Linked DNA regions of Rattus norvegicus: region 1 is linked to region 2. Evidence: chromatin contacts called from public Hi-C data. All regions are on one chromosome and are shown on one strand. Each heading gives the region's core, a stretch centred on a gene start, on an enhancer-like site or on the middle of the called end of the contact. The rest is flanking DNA. Distances are from core to core; before and after follow the strand shown. Region 1 holds the start of Psmd1 (proteasome 26S subunit, non-ATPase 1). Region 2 overlaps LOC134478855 (a long non-coding RNA gene).

Region 1 (6,385 bases), core at 2,237-4,736, 130 kb after region 2:
GGTGGGCATAACAAGGTAGTCATAGCAACAGCCAATCATAACAAGGTAGTCATAGCAACAGCCAGGCATAATGAGGTAGTCATAGGTGTTCATATAACCTTTTGAAACAAAGGTAGGGTGGCAAGATGGTTATAAACAACTTTTTGTAACAAAGACGTGATTGCCTGTGGAGGGCCATTCAGGAGGAAGATGTGGCACAGAACCATTTGCTATTAAGGTTCCAAGCAGGGCATATTCTTGAGAAACAGATTTAATCATAAACAGATAAGCCTAGTTTATCTTTACTATACGATGGCTTTTAGGCCTAAGACAGAAGCAGGCTGGTTCTTCGCTTCACTCCTGTATTACTCTGTGCCAATCGTTCGGACTTCTCTGGGGTCCTTATGTGGCATTATCTCTGTAGAACTGAACCCCCAGCACTCGATCTGCCAATCTGTTACGCAAACCTCTTTGGTCAGTGCCTTTCCATTTGAGTCATGAGCTCAACTCCTTCAAAGGAGTTTGTTTTCTGCAAGTATGGCTTTGAAATCTAAATTACTAAGAGTTCACACATACAGTCAAGTATGGCACCAGTCACATTTAATTTGGTGGCAACGGCAAAACACTGATGTGTCTCACTTACCATATTGGATTGTTTTGAGAAGGCTGTAGAAGTAGGCTTTGGGCACTGCTCTCCGAACAGTAGTTTGGTGGAGAGGAACTAGTGGGTCAACGGTCCTGCTGGCCAGGGATGAGACTAGACCGTGAGTGAGTAAGAACAATGACCCCGGGTTCTGTCCCCGGCAACTTCCTACCGTACACAAATCACTGTTTACCACTACTCTGTGTCAGTTTCCTCAGCATTGGCTAGTGAAGTAAATTTGCTGTTGAAACTGCTGTATGACAGTAAGTGACTGACGAGATGGCTGGGTGGTTAAGAGCACTGACTGCTCTTCAGAGGACTAAGGTTTAATTCCCAGTACCACACAGGGGCTTAACAGCATCAGTAATGCCAGTTCCAAGGGACCTAATGCTCACCTTTGGTTTCCAAGGGCAGTAGGCATGCATGTGGCAGCAGGGACATGGACACATGGACACACACACACACACACACACACACACACATACACACATACACACCATCCATATGCATAGTTTTTAGTTAAAAAAGAGAGTAAGTAAAAGTCCCAACTGTCATTTCAAAATTCTGAAGATGTATTAGGAACTTTTTGTTAAGAGAAGGAAGCATTTGCTAGGAAGGAGAAAAAATACACGACATTGTTTCCTCTTTTGACGTATATTTTCCCCTTATAGTATCACTTACTTCCGATTTTTGTTCTGTTTTTAATATTTCCGTGTTTTTAAATTTATGTATTTTTTCAATGTATGAATGTCTGTCTGCACGTACACCTGCATACCAGAAGAGGGCATCAGATCCCCTTATAGATGGTCATAAGTTACCATGTAGTTGGGGGCATCAAGCTGAGGACCTCCAGAAGAACAGCCAATGCTTTCAACTAATAAGCCACTTCCCCAGACCGTTGTTTTGTTTTTTGAAACAGGGTCTCTCTATGAAGCACTGGCTGTCCTGGAATTCACTATAGATCAGGCTGACCTTGAATTTACAGAGATTCCCCAGCCACTGCCTTCAGAATGAGTGACCACACCCAGCCATACTTATGCCTTTTGAAACCTGTAAAATGTACGGTATTAGCTGTTCCAGAAGTAATGTTTTAAAAGTCTTATGGGGGTTATGGATGTAGGTCAGTAGGTGAAGTGCTTACCTAGCATGCGTAAGGCCCTGGTTCAGTCTCCCACACTGCATGCCACAGATATTGTGGTGCTATAATCTCTGCATTCTCCCATCAGACCTCGATCAGAAGTTCAAGGTCCTCCTCAGCTACAAAGAAAGTCTGAAGACAACCTGGGCTATTATAGAAGATCCTCCCCCTATTCTCACTGTATCTATAATAGACTAATTCATTCATTATCATAATAAAGTACTGTGAAGTTTTTGTATTTTGGAGGCAGGCTTTCTTTTTTAAAAAGATGTATTTATTTGTGTGTGTATATGTGCACTTGGGTATAGGTACCTGTGGAGGCAGAGGGAGCATCGAATCCCCCAGGAGCTGGAGTTATAGGCAGTTGTGAACTGCTCAGTGTGGGTGCTGGAGACTGTATTTGGGTCCTCTGGAAGCTTAACCATGAAAGGCAACTGCCCCTTTTTTTTTTTTTTTTTCTTTTTTTTCTTTTTTTCGGAGCTGGCGACTGAACCCAGGGCCTTGCACTTGCTAGGCAAGCGCTCTACCACTGAGCTAAATCCCCAACCCCGGCAACTGCTCTTTTAAGACAGGCTCTCCATCTATGACTCCTATCTCATCAGAATTCCCTATGGAGACAAGGCTGGCCTGGAACTCACAGATCTGCCTCCCGTTGCCTCCAAAGGGGTGCACCTCCATGTTTGACACCCGTAAAGTCTATTTTTGCGTGTGTGTTCATATTTGGGGTAAGGAGAGGTCCTCTGGAGGTTGTAGCTGTACAAAAGACACAGTCATGGAGGCAAGTTTGTGTCAAACTTGCACACATATATAAACACACACACATTATACACACACACACATACACACATATGTGCAAGTAGGCTGGAGGTTAACATTGGGTGTCTTCCTCAGTTGCTCTTCCACCCCTCCCTAGGACCCACCCCCTCAAAGGTCTCACTTTGTGGCTCTGGCTGTCCTGGAATCTACTTGTAGGCCAGGGTGGCCTTAAATCCACAGAGATCTGCCTGCCTCTGCCTTTGCCTCTGCTTCCTGGGTGCTGTGATTAAAGGCGTGAACCATTACACTCAGCCACTTTATTTTTTGAACCAGAGTCTCTTACTAGACCTGGAGCTCACTAACTGGCTGGACCAACAGCAAGCCCCAGATAATCGACCCGTTTTCACCTCCTCCAGCCCTGGGTTTACACCGGCCACTGAGAATCCAGACTCAACCCACTTAAGTGACCAAGTCGTCTCTCCAGCAGTATTCCACCACTACCTTTCCCCCACTTAAATAGCATATCTTTTATAACCTAGGCTGGCCTCGAATTCAAGATCCTTCTGCCTCAGTTGCTTTTCTAAGAAAACACGTACCTATATTCCCAATAGTCTTGGGTTGACGGGCATTACTGCAGTGAGACCGCCATACCATTAGGTGGCGCTGCGAGCACTGCTTAGACCTTCCCTAGCACCCTTTCTCTTAGCAATGGCGGATGATGAGAGGACCTCTCTTTGCAAGGGTGTCTATTTTGAAGCCTGATGGCAAGTGCAAATGAATGTTCGTTCCTAGCCGACCAGATCTATGACCTCGCGAGAATTATAAAAAACAACGGCATTATTTTACCCTATTGCATGGTATCGAGAGGCCGGAGCTGCCTAAAAGACACAGGCGTGGAGGTGAATTTGCGTCAAGCCTCAGGCGGAGATGAGGGCAGCCCTAGGGCGGGCGAGGTCCTCGGCTAGAAGCGAGCCGGCGGCCTGTGAGGGGACTGACTGAGCAGCGCACCCGGGAACCTGGAGGTGCGGTAGAGCAAGCGGGCCCTGAGCTGACAGATCCAGGGCTTGGCCAGAACTGTGGACGAGCGGATCGGCGAGTGCAGGGCGCAGCCATGATCACTTCAGCCGGTGAGTGCGGCCGGGAGCAGGCGCCCCAGTGAGGAGCCACCTCCGCGCCGGCGTTTAGCTGAGTCAGGGCGGGTGACTGGGCACCTCCGGGTCGAGCGCCGGCCTGCGCGGCCCCTCTGCCCGAGGCCCACCTCGGGGATCAAGGGCTGGGAGACTGACCAGGCTACTGCAGGCCCCTTGGGTTCGTAGGAATAGGACCAGGTAGCCACCTGAGCGTCCCTGGCCAGCCACACCCCCGTGCCAGGACCGGACCGGGCTCCTAGGCGGTCGCTGGACCTTTATTCTCTCTGTCCGCTTCTTGGTCGAATGACCCCCGATCCTTCCCCGTAGGTGTATCAGCTTGGGATGCGCCCCGGTGCCATCGTAACATCTTATAGCAGCTCCTGGCCGGGCAGCCTAACTGCTACACTTCTGTGCTTCTGGCTCGGGCTTGAGATACCTTCTCCTAGAAGTCCGAAAGTAGGTTTGAGGTGGCTGGGTTTCTGGGGCCACCTTATTCACTTAAGAACCTCGTTCAGTGAAGGAAGTATTGAGTGGAAAGCCAACTTACCGTGTGTGTTTGAGATTCTCGGGACTGCAAAGCCGGGTTCACCCACTTGTATAGTTTTAGGTACTTGTAGTGGCTATTGAAATGGGAAGGTGTTGGGATGAACTGCTAAATGGAAACTTTCAAGCCCACCACTATACACTTGATTTGCATATAGCTGTTCCCGGTCTTGGTGCTTTTTCAGCCTTGGCTGCTTGGTTGTCCTTATTCTGTACTTGCGCTACAAGTATTTGATTGTGAACAAACAGGTTCTCAGTAGACAGTAATCTGTATGGTGGGGACCTTAAGACCATCTTTATGAGGATTGGTTAAGGAAATGGGTAGAGATGTTAGACCTTTATTCTCTTCCCCCCTCTTCTCTTCTCTTTTATCGTTTTGTCTGTTTCAGACAGGCAATCACTTTGTAGCGCTGTCCCCGAACTCACTATGTAGACCAGGCTGACCTCAAACTCACAGAGATCTCCTGCCTCTGCTTCCCAAATACTGGGACTTATTTATACTCTGCACCACTACACCCTGTGATGGCTGTTTTCAGACACATGAAGAAGTGTTTGTACTTGAAGTCAGACTTTTGTCCTGATAAATACAGATGATTATAATGAACTTTAGTTCCCATCAAAGGAAATATTTCCTTTGTTTCCCAATAAGCTCTGGGGGTAAATACTAGATTTTTTTGACACTCGTAAGTCTAGGCTTAGGTCCCGCCATTACTCTTGGTCTTGTTGGCATTGCTGATCATAGTTGTGTCAGTGCTTAATAGAGTACTGTTAGAGTGGACCCAGAAATAGCTACCTCATTTGGAATGTGGTCCATGCCACCTTTGTCTCTTGCCTGGGCTATTAGACCAGCCTCAAGACTTTTTTCTAAGCTCATTCTCCTAGTTCCAGATTTGCTTTGGAAACTGTTGTATAGTTTCTCATTCTTGTTACACCATAGTGGCACTAGACTTTTTGTGACAGTCTCTCTCCTGCTTAAGAGCTCTTGTGCATTCTGTTCCCACTCTGGCCTTTTCTTCAGAAGGTCTCTAGATCTTCAGTGTTCATCTCAACCTTGCCCCTCTATAGAAGCCCTCTGACTGCACTGGCAGCCATCTCACCATCACAGTTCTGTAATGACCATGTTAGCTTGTCTGAGGCCGATACACTGAACTCCAGAGTAGAATTTTGGGCAGGAAACCTGTTTCCATAATTCTAAGGATGCTGCCATGTGTGGCAGATGTCAAAAAGTGTACCCTGATTGAAGAAATCAGTCCCCTGAGTTTTTAGAGCAGACTCAAAGAGGACTTGGTAGGAATATATGGACATTTTACCTTCTTTGTGGTGTCAGGACTAAGGGTTTTGAAGTCTTACCCTGAAACACTTGGAAGATAACATAGTATACATTTATAGCTATTGTTTATGTTTATTTAAGCACAATTAGCTTCTGCTCCAACCTTTTTGACACTTTGTTTCCCATTAGCTCGAGCTGGTTTAAGACCTGGGCTTAGGCTCTATCCCCAACACTAGAGAGGCCAGATTTATGAGTCTAGTATTCATTCATTTACTCACTGGGCACATGTGGTCGCTAAAAGCAATGGTGACTAAGAGGCAGTGTATACTATTTGTTTTGTTTTGTTTTAAAGAATTTGACTGTAAGAGGGAACGAGACAAAGATGTTAGTACTAATTTACTAGAAGGAAGCATGAGTTTGAATTAGATTAGATTGAACAAAGTGAATAGAGGAAGTATCACAGACTTCTTTAAAAAATAGCTTTAAAAAATAGTTGTCTACCCTCTATCCTCTTCTGACCTCCTGAATTGACCATTTTCAACTTTTAAGTAATATTTCCAGGACATATTTGTATATTGATAAATAATATGAAAATATCGCTATTAATCAAGTCAACAATTTAAGACATCATCTACTTAATTTCTATTATGACATAAGCTATTGTTTTTATTCAGGCTTTTATTTTATATGTGTGAGTGTCTTACCTTTGTGTATGTATATGTACCACCTGTGTGCCTGGTATCTGTAAAGGTCAAAAGAGGACATTGGATCCCCCAGAACTGAAGTTACAGGTGGTGGTGAGCCACTATGTGGATGCTAGAAATTGAACTCAGGGCCTCTGTAAGAGCAACCAGTGCTCTTAACCACTGAGCATCTCTCCAGCTTCATACAAGTTTTTAAAAAGCACTTAGGTCAGGAGCAGCAGA
Region 2 (6,939 bases), core at 1,800-4,299:
CACAGAGAGAGGCAAGAGTCTACCCTGGGGTAACCACCCCATCCGTCCCTTTTTGCCTATGACTCTCTAGGCTCTTACATGCTGTATCTGCCTGTTGAGGAACCTCTCTGCTCCAGCCCACAGCGTCAATTGGTGTTAAGGTTTAAATGTGAAATATCCCCTGTAGGCTCAAGCAATTTTTTTTGAACATTTGGTTACTCAGCTAGTGGCACCATTATGAGAAGTTATAAAAACCTCTAGAATGTAGGACCCAGCTGGCTGATGAGGCCACTGGGGGTTAGGCTTTGAGGATCATAACCCATTCTGGATTCCAGAAAAACAACTACTCCTCCCCCTCCCCTCCTCCTCCTCCTCCTCCTCCTCCTCCTCCTCCTCCAACTCCTTTTTTCTCTTCCTCTTCTTTGTCTTCTTTATCTTCTTCTTTGCTTGTGTCGGTCTTCATTTTTTGTTTTTGTTTTGTTGTTTTGTTTGTTTGTTTGAGACAGGCTCTCAATATGTGGGTGCAGCAGGCCTGGAAATTACTATGTAGACCAGACTTGACCTTGAACCCACAGAGAGCTGCCTGCTTCTGCTTCCCAAGTACAGGGATTAAATGCATGTGTCACCACACCCAGCTTAGCTTTCCACTTCTTTTTTTTTTTTTTTTTTTTTTTTTTTTTTGGTTCTTATTTTCGGAGCTGGGGACCGAACCCAGGGCCTTGCGCTTCCTAGGTAAGCGCTCTACCACTGAGCTAAATCCCCAGCCCCCAGCTTTCCACTTCTTGATCCATGGAAATCTAAAGAAGCTGAATGCTTCACACTCCCCACTGTGCCCTGGCCACAGACAGGAGCTGATTCCAACACTATCCAATATAATTACCCCACCGCAATGGACCATATTCTTTATGACCATGAACTACAATAAATCCCTCCTCCCTAAACTGCTTAAATCTCACAAACCAGAAATGCAACCCATAGGTTGGCCATGCTGTTCAATGGGCAGAGTTTTGAGGTAGGTGCTACCCTGGAGGATCCCCCTTCCAAAGTGAAGGCACAGACTGTATAGATTCCACCCAGGCCTACCTCCATAGCCGTGCGACATGGATTATTGAGTTCCTACCTAATGTCAAGTGTTCTGTGAAGTTTTGGACCTCCAGATCTCTGCCTTTAAAAGCTTCTGAGTCCAAAGATTCTTTCAAAGAGCCAGAATATAATCGTTTGAGATGTTCTGAAGCTTGCAGTATGTTGAAACTCCCTAAACTTATTGTTGTTGCCTCTAAAGCAGCCACAGACAGCGTGGACAGTTGTGATCATGTGCCAATATGACTTTATGGGCAACAGCTTAGAGTAGAGTGAGAAACACACACACAAGACCTCAGAATACCTGTCAGGCCCCTGCTGAAGGAGTTGCTCCAGGCAGCTCCATAGGATGTGTGGCAGTTGATCGACCTAACAATTGACAGTGCATAATCCAGCAGAGACAATGGCAGCTGACCAGAAAAGCAAAGCAGAAGACAGTGTCTGAAGGGCTGGAAGGATCTAGAGCACTGTGAGCTTTTCTGGAGACTTCTAGCCCCTCCAAATCCTGGGCCACTTTCCAGATCCACGAGACCCGGCCCAGACAGCCCCTGGTGTCCTGTTTTCTCTCTTCCCATATATAGTTGACCTTTTGTATTTATAGTTTCCGTATCTGAGGAGCCAATCAATAGGACTGAAAATATCTGGGGAAAATGTGTTTGTAATTTTTCTTGTCATTGTTTCCAATCAGGCACAAACTGTTTATTTAACATTTATATTGTATCCCATTATCTTAAGTGACATAAAGGTGATTTAAAGTATATGGGGGTGTGCTTGGCAGGTAATGGTGCTTGGCACACAAACCTGGGGACTTGAGTTTGGTCCGCAGGGCCCAGTCTAAAGGTAGAAGGAGAAAACTGACTCTACAAAGTTGTCCTCTAACCTCTACATGTATGTATGTGGTACCATGAGTCCTCAACACATTCACTTCATGCATATAATGCATTAATAATAATAGCCTTGGAGTATGTGGGACATGAAAATAGGTCCTATACATATAAAATGTTAATTCCTGTAAGAGAGTGGAGCCTCCATTGTTCTGAGGGATGACTATATCCTCACAGGAAAAAAAAAATTTCCTTTCTTTCTTGTTTAATACAATCATTTCCAGCAAACTTCTTAGGCCATACAACTCTCACCACCATTAGTCTCTGTCAAAAACCTGCTTTTATCCAAGAATGTGGGTGAGGGTTTCCTGTCATCAAAACTCAACTACCCCAGTACTCTGTGGAAGAGTACCTTGGAGAAGGTCTCCCCACAGAGACCCAGGGATGATGACATGGGAGAATCTCCTGGGAACTGTGTGAGGAGCAGCTCCTTCACCTCTTAGACCTTTAAATGACAGTGGCCAGGTGCCCACATCTGAGCCAGGAACCCCTTGCAGTACACAGGCATGGATGAAACCTTCCTTCAGTGCAACCCGCCAGACCCCCCCCCCCTCCATGCACACAGCAGCATCCTGTTCCTTCCCACGCAGGTATGGTCCTCTGGCCTGCTTTCGATGTCTGTGTACAGAACCTTCAAATCCCTTGGTAGTTCAGTAAGTCCCCACCACAGGAAGGGGACAGATCTGTACTTGTCCCCGAGGCAGTCGGTAACTGACTTTGCAGCCAGCATCACCTCAGAGTTATCAGCCAGGAAGAGTCCTATCGCACGCAGGGTTTCTAAGGCATTGAGCTGAAATTGTCACGAAGGCCTGTCATTCTGAGGTTGGTGGAAGAGGTCTGGCCTCTCCCCTGCTTTGTTTCTCTGGTAGGAGAAAACTCTTTCGGTCTTACCCTTGCCCCATGGCCCCAGCTCTTTCCTCTTTTTCCATAGCCATTCTCACTGTAGAAATGTCATTTCGTCTTTAATTAACAGTAGGATTCTTTGTTGCCTGCAAGAGGATCCAGTTGGAGCTAAATCAAGTAAATAGGGGCTCCTTCTGGGGACCTGGAGCAGCTTGCAGTTGCAAAGCAGTTGCTAGGTAACCAATACTGCTGCCTCTGCCTTGGGGTGTTTCCAACAGCCTTAGGCCTCCCTCAGCCTCTTTCTTGGCAGAAAGCATCTGCTAGCACAGTGTGGGGTGACGGTCCCTAGCCTTGGACCTTTATGTCCTGTACAGACAGGGAGGAAGGACATTATCCTAGACACTGTCTCTGGAAGATGTCACACTATTATGGCTTGAATATAAAATTCCCTGCAGGATCTAGGGACCACTTGGCCCCCCATCTGGTAAAGCTATTTGGGGAGGTTCTGGAAACTTTAGGAGGTGGGCCCTAGTCAGAGGAAATAGGTCACTGAAGGCAAACACCAAGGTTCTAGTCTCTAGCTCCGTTTTTACTTCCTGTCTGCGAAGAGGGAAACAGCTTCCTCCGGACCCGTCCTACTACCATTATGTTCCGCACAGACTCAAGCAACCATGAAATGAACCTGTGTTTCTACTCTGTTGGAAAGGCATCCTGGTACTCAGAAGCCCAGGAATCACACCGCTCTGAGAAGCCTCTTCAGCAGAGGTGTGGCCATTCCCAGGGGAGAGTATCCCCAGCCGAGCCCAGGAGCCTCAGTCTAGTTCCTTCTTTGCTTCTGCTTTTCTCTTCGGTGCTTCTTTTCTTCTTGTCCTCTTCTGCCGAGAGAGTCACAGCAGGTAGAAAAGCTCATGAAAGAGATTTATTGAAGGGTCCAGGGTGTGGAGGAGATGAGCTCAGGGACAGTCACCGTCTCTGCTCCTGAGAGCGGACAGCCGGAAAATGGATAAAGGGCAGGCCTTACATAGGATTTCTTATTAAGGGGCGGAACTTTTCAGGGCAGAGATTTCCAGACTGAGGATTGGTGGGATTTCAAGTCCTGAGTTTGGGAAGCTCAGGGATTGGTGGGGTTTCCTGTTCAGCAATTGGTGGAGTTTTGTGCTCAGGGATTGGTAAGTTTTTGTGGGAGGCTCGGGGATTGGTAGGTTTTTCTGTTCGGGAATTGGTGGCTTTTTTCACCCCCTTTTCCCTGCATCAGCCCTTTGGGTTAAAGTGGAAGTCCTTCCCGGCTGCAGCTGGCTTTTGGTGAGGCACCACCTCTGTGGGGCTGCTCAAGGGAGGCTACAGAGGAGGTGCTGGACTGTGGACAGCTCCTGCGGGACAGCTCTTGCAGTGGTTTCATCAAGGATGTAAGCTGAGGAGATGTCCTGGGTGGTGCTGCCATTTTAGACAACTCCCTAGGGACGTTTTTTACTGCTGTAGCCATAGGTTTGGGTGGAAGGAGAGGGCTGCCGTTGCTTTGATGGCTTTTGTGCTGCCCCACAAAACCCAGTAAAACTGAGCCAAAGGAAAGCCTTCCTGCCTCGGGTTTCTGTCAGGTATCTGCTCACAGTGGTAAATTTCTAACCATACTCCACTCATACTCTATAATCACGTCTATCTCTTATTAGAAGAATATGGATTTGCCTCACCTACTCAGACCTGAGCTTTTCTAGGTACCAGGACACAAACCAGACATGTCCAGCGCTAAATCATGAGGCTGCTCTCACTTGATCATTAGGGAGATCGACGCTGGCCTGGGGAGATGGCTCAGCAGCTAAGAGCACTTGCTACTCTTGCAGAAGATCCAGGTAGGCGCCCCAGCTCCCACACAGTGGATAACAACCATCTGTTGATGCCTCTCCTGGTACTCCACACTTGTGCTGGTACACAGTCTTCCATGCAGGCAAAACACTCATACACAAAAAATGAAAATACATTTTTTTAAAAAAAAGATGAGCACACACAATACTCTTCCCAAATGAGTAGATCTAACTAGAATACACAAACTACTAGGGAAGCCCAAGCAATTGCTTAAATGTCTTGTGGAGAAGTTAATGCATTGGCCTTTAAGGAAACATTTTAATTCCTGGGACAGTAACTGATACACAGAGTTGGAGTTAGGACTGTCTTCCAGTGTCACTTGGTGCTGTTTTGTTTTGAGACAGAGTATCAGCTGGCTTGCAACTTGCAGCAATCCTCCTACCATGCCTCCAGAGAGCTGAGATTACAGGTGAGGACCACCATACCTGCTTCATTTTCACAGTTATAGAAACATTTTGTTGCCTTTTTGTGACTGAGTTTCAAGTAGACGGAGCTGTTCTCAACTCACTCTGTAGACAAGGACAGCCTTGACCTTCTGACCCTCCTGTCTCTGCCTCGCAAATGCTGGATTACATGTATGTGCCACCAAACCTGGCTCATAGAACCCTGTTGGGTGGAAGGGGTGTTTGTCTGTGTATACGGGAGCACATGTGTGTGCAGGTGTGTACACATACACAATGCATGTGTGAACAGCAGAGGGCATCCTTGGGTCTGGGTCCTAAGGTACCTTCTGCTTTGTGTTTGAAGCACGAGATCGTTGGCCCAGAATTTTGTCAAAAAGAAAAAGTATATATATGTATGTGTGTGTGTGTATATATATATATTTTTTATATACTTGTCATACGTATATTATATTTGTCAAATATATAGTATTTTATGTAAATTAAATATAATATATTCTCAACTCGTCACTAGCAACTTGACATCTGTCTCTGTTATTCTGAGGCACTGTTTGAGTCAGAAGTGGCTTTCAGTGACCTCCCCCACCTAGCTCAAGGAAAGAGATACAGGCCCCCTTGGGTCCCCATATAGCAATGGCACTATCAGTCAGAGAGCCCTCTCTAATGTTATTAGAGGGTTTTAGAGGTGTTATTTTAATCTTAAGAAAAATGTGACCATCCTGGTAACAGATGCATGTGGGTCACACCTACTGTGAAGGCTGCCCGCACAGAGAAATGAGAGGCTTGGGACAAGACCCATTCCCTGTTGTCATCTGTAGGTTCTATTGCCAGGATCTGGGAGCTGAGCCTCCCATGCCTTCTGGTTGGAAGTGAGACCTGGGGCTGTTGCTTGGCAGCACAGCATCGAGGAGCCTTGAGAGGTGATGAGCAGCATCCATTTCTAACCTGGGAGGCAAGCCTGTTCTGTGCACTGAATCATGGAGTTGGGCTGCTGCTCTGGCTGCCTTGAGAGGCATACATCATGGTGGTTTTTTTTTTTTTTTTTCTTGGAGCTGGGGACCGAACTCAGGGCCTTGCGCTTGCTAGGCAAACGCTCTACCACTGAGCTAAATCCCCAACCCCCATCATGGTGTTTTTAAGGATTGAGTTTATGGCTCCTGGGGTACTCTGTGTGTCTTTCAGTTCCTGAGAACCCCAGGTACCCTCTTAAGCAGTGAAGCATCAAGGCTACTTTTGTGTCTCGGTGTTCCTTAGAGGTACGGGAAGCATGCAGAACTTGGCTGAACACTTAACTTTAGATACTGATCTTGTATACCCTGTCAGGCGTGCGGACCACCATTACATCCTATTACAGGGAGCATGTAAAATGTCTGATTGCTTGAAATAAACTTGTCCCAGCCTTAGTCTTGCTGAAGTCCTTCTAATCCAGCCTGAGTTATTCATTTCCACTGACCATTTCAGGAGACCCTGATTCAGTAAGTAAGCTCTGGTACTTATGGTTCTGCAGCATGGAAGGGTTAAATAAGGTGAGCCAGATGAGAAAAGCATCCCAACCAGGTCTGGGTTGTGTTGTGTTGGCCTTTATTGGGTGCAGAGAAACTACCTCAGGTAGTGCAGGGCCTTTGGGGAGACCTAAGAGGGTCTTGTAGTAGAGACATTGGAAGAGGGCATAGAGACTTGGTACGCATCCTACATTCATTCAGCAGTCAACATAGATCTCTCTCTCTCTCTCTCTCTCTCTCTCTCTCTCTCTCTCTCTGTGTGTGTGTGTGTGTGTGTGTGTGTGCGCGCACACGCGCACGCGGTGCGTGTGCCCTCAGTGGCATACTCTTTGATTCACTGCTGTTCTGACACTACTGTCAGATACCATAGGTTGAGGGCTGGGTCCCCCA

The links. Hi-C and Micro-C count contacts between places; a contact is called where the count stands out from the background.
Region 1: a contact with region 2 is called in a Hi-C map of frontal cortex, with 2.4 times the contacts expected there. The contact joins the promoter of Psmd1 here to the enhancer-like site in region 2. A contact is called at or near these places in 2 of 12 Hi-C or Micro-C datasets (frontal cortex and liver) and 1 of 1 datasets of contacts at active chromatin or transcription factors (oligodendrocytes).

What each region holds. Positions count from the first base shown.
Region 1 is chr9:94,154,485-94,160,869 of GRCr8, forward strand. Psmd1 (proteasome 26S subunit, non-ATPase 1) reads left to right here and starts at 3,487. Exons shown (of 25, transcript NM_031978.2): 1 at 3,487-3,643. The coding sequence starts at 3,628. LOC120094731 (a long non-coding RNA gene) reads right to left here and starts at 736. Exons shown (of 3, transcript XR_005489268.2): 1 at 623-736. LOC134480602 (a long non-coding RNA gene) reads left to right here and starts at 797. Exons shown (of 2, transcript XR_010055046.1): 1 at 797-885; 2 at 1,849-1,996.
Region 2 is chr9:94,024,447-94,031,385 of GRCr8, forward strand. It overlaps LOC134478855 (a long non-coding RNA gene), which reads right to left. Exons shown (of 2, transcript XR_005489261.2): 2 at 6,612-6,939. Among named protein-coding and RNA genes, the nearest start is that of Gpr55, 33 kb to the right of the region's middle. Within about 2 kb of position 3,050, at least 51 of the 93 cell types and tissues checked have an H3K27ac peak or open chromatin away from gene starts, as enhancers often do.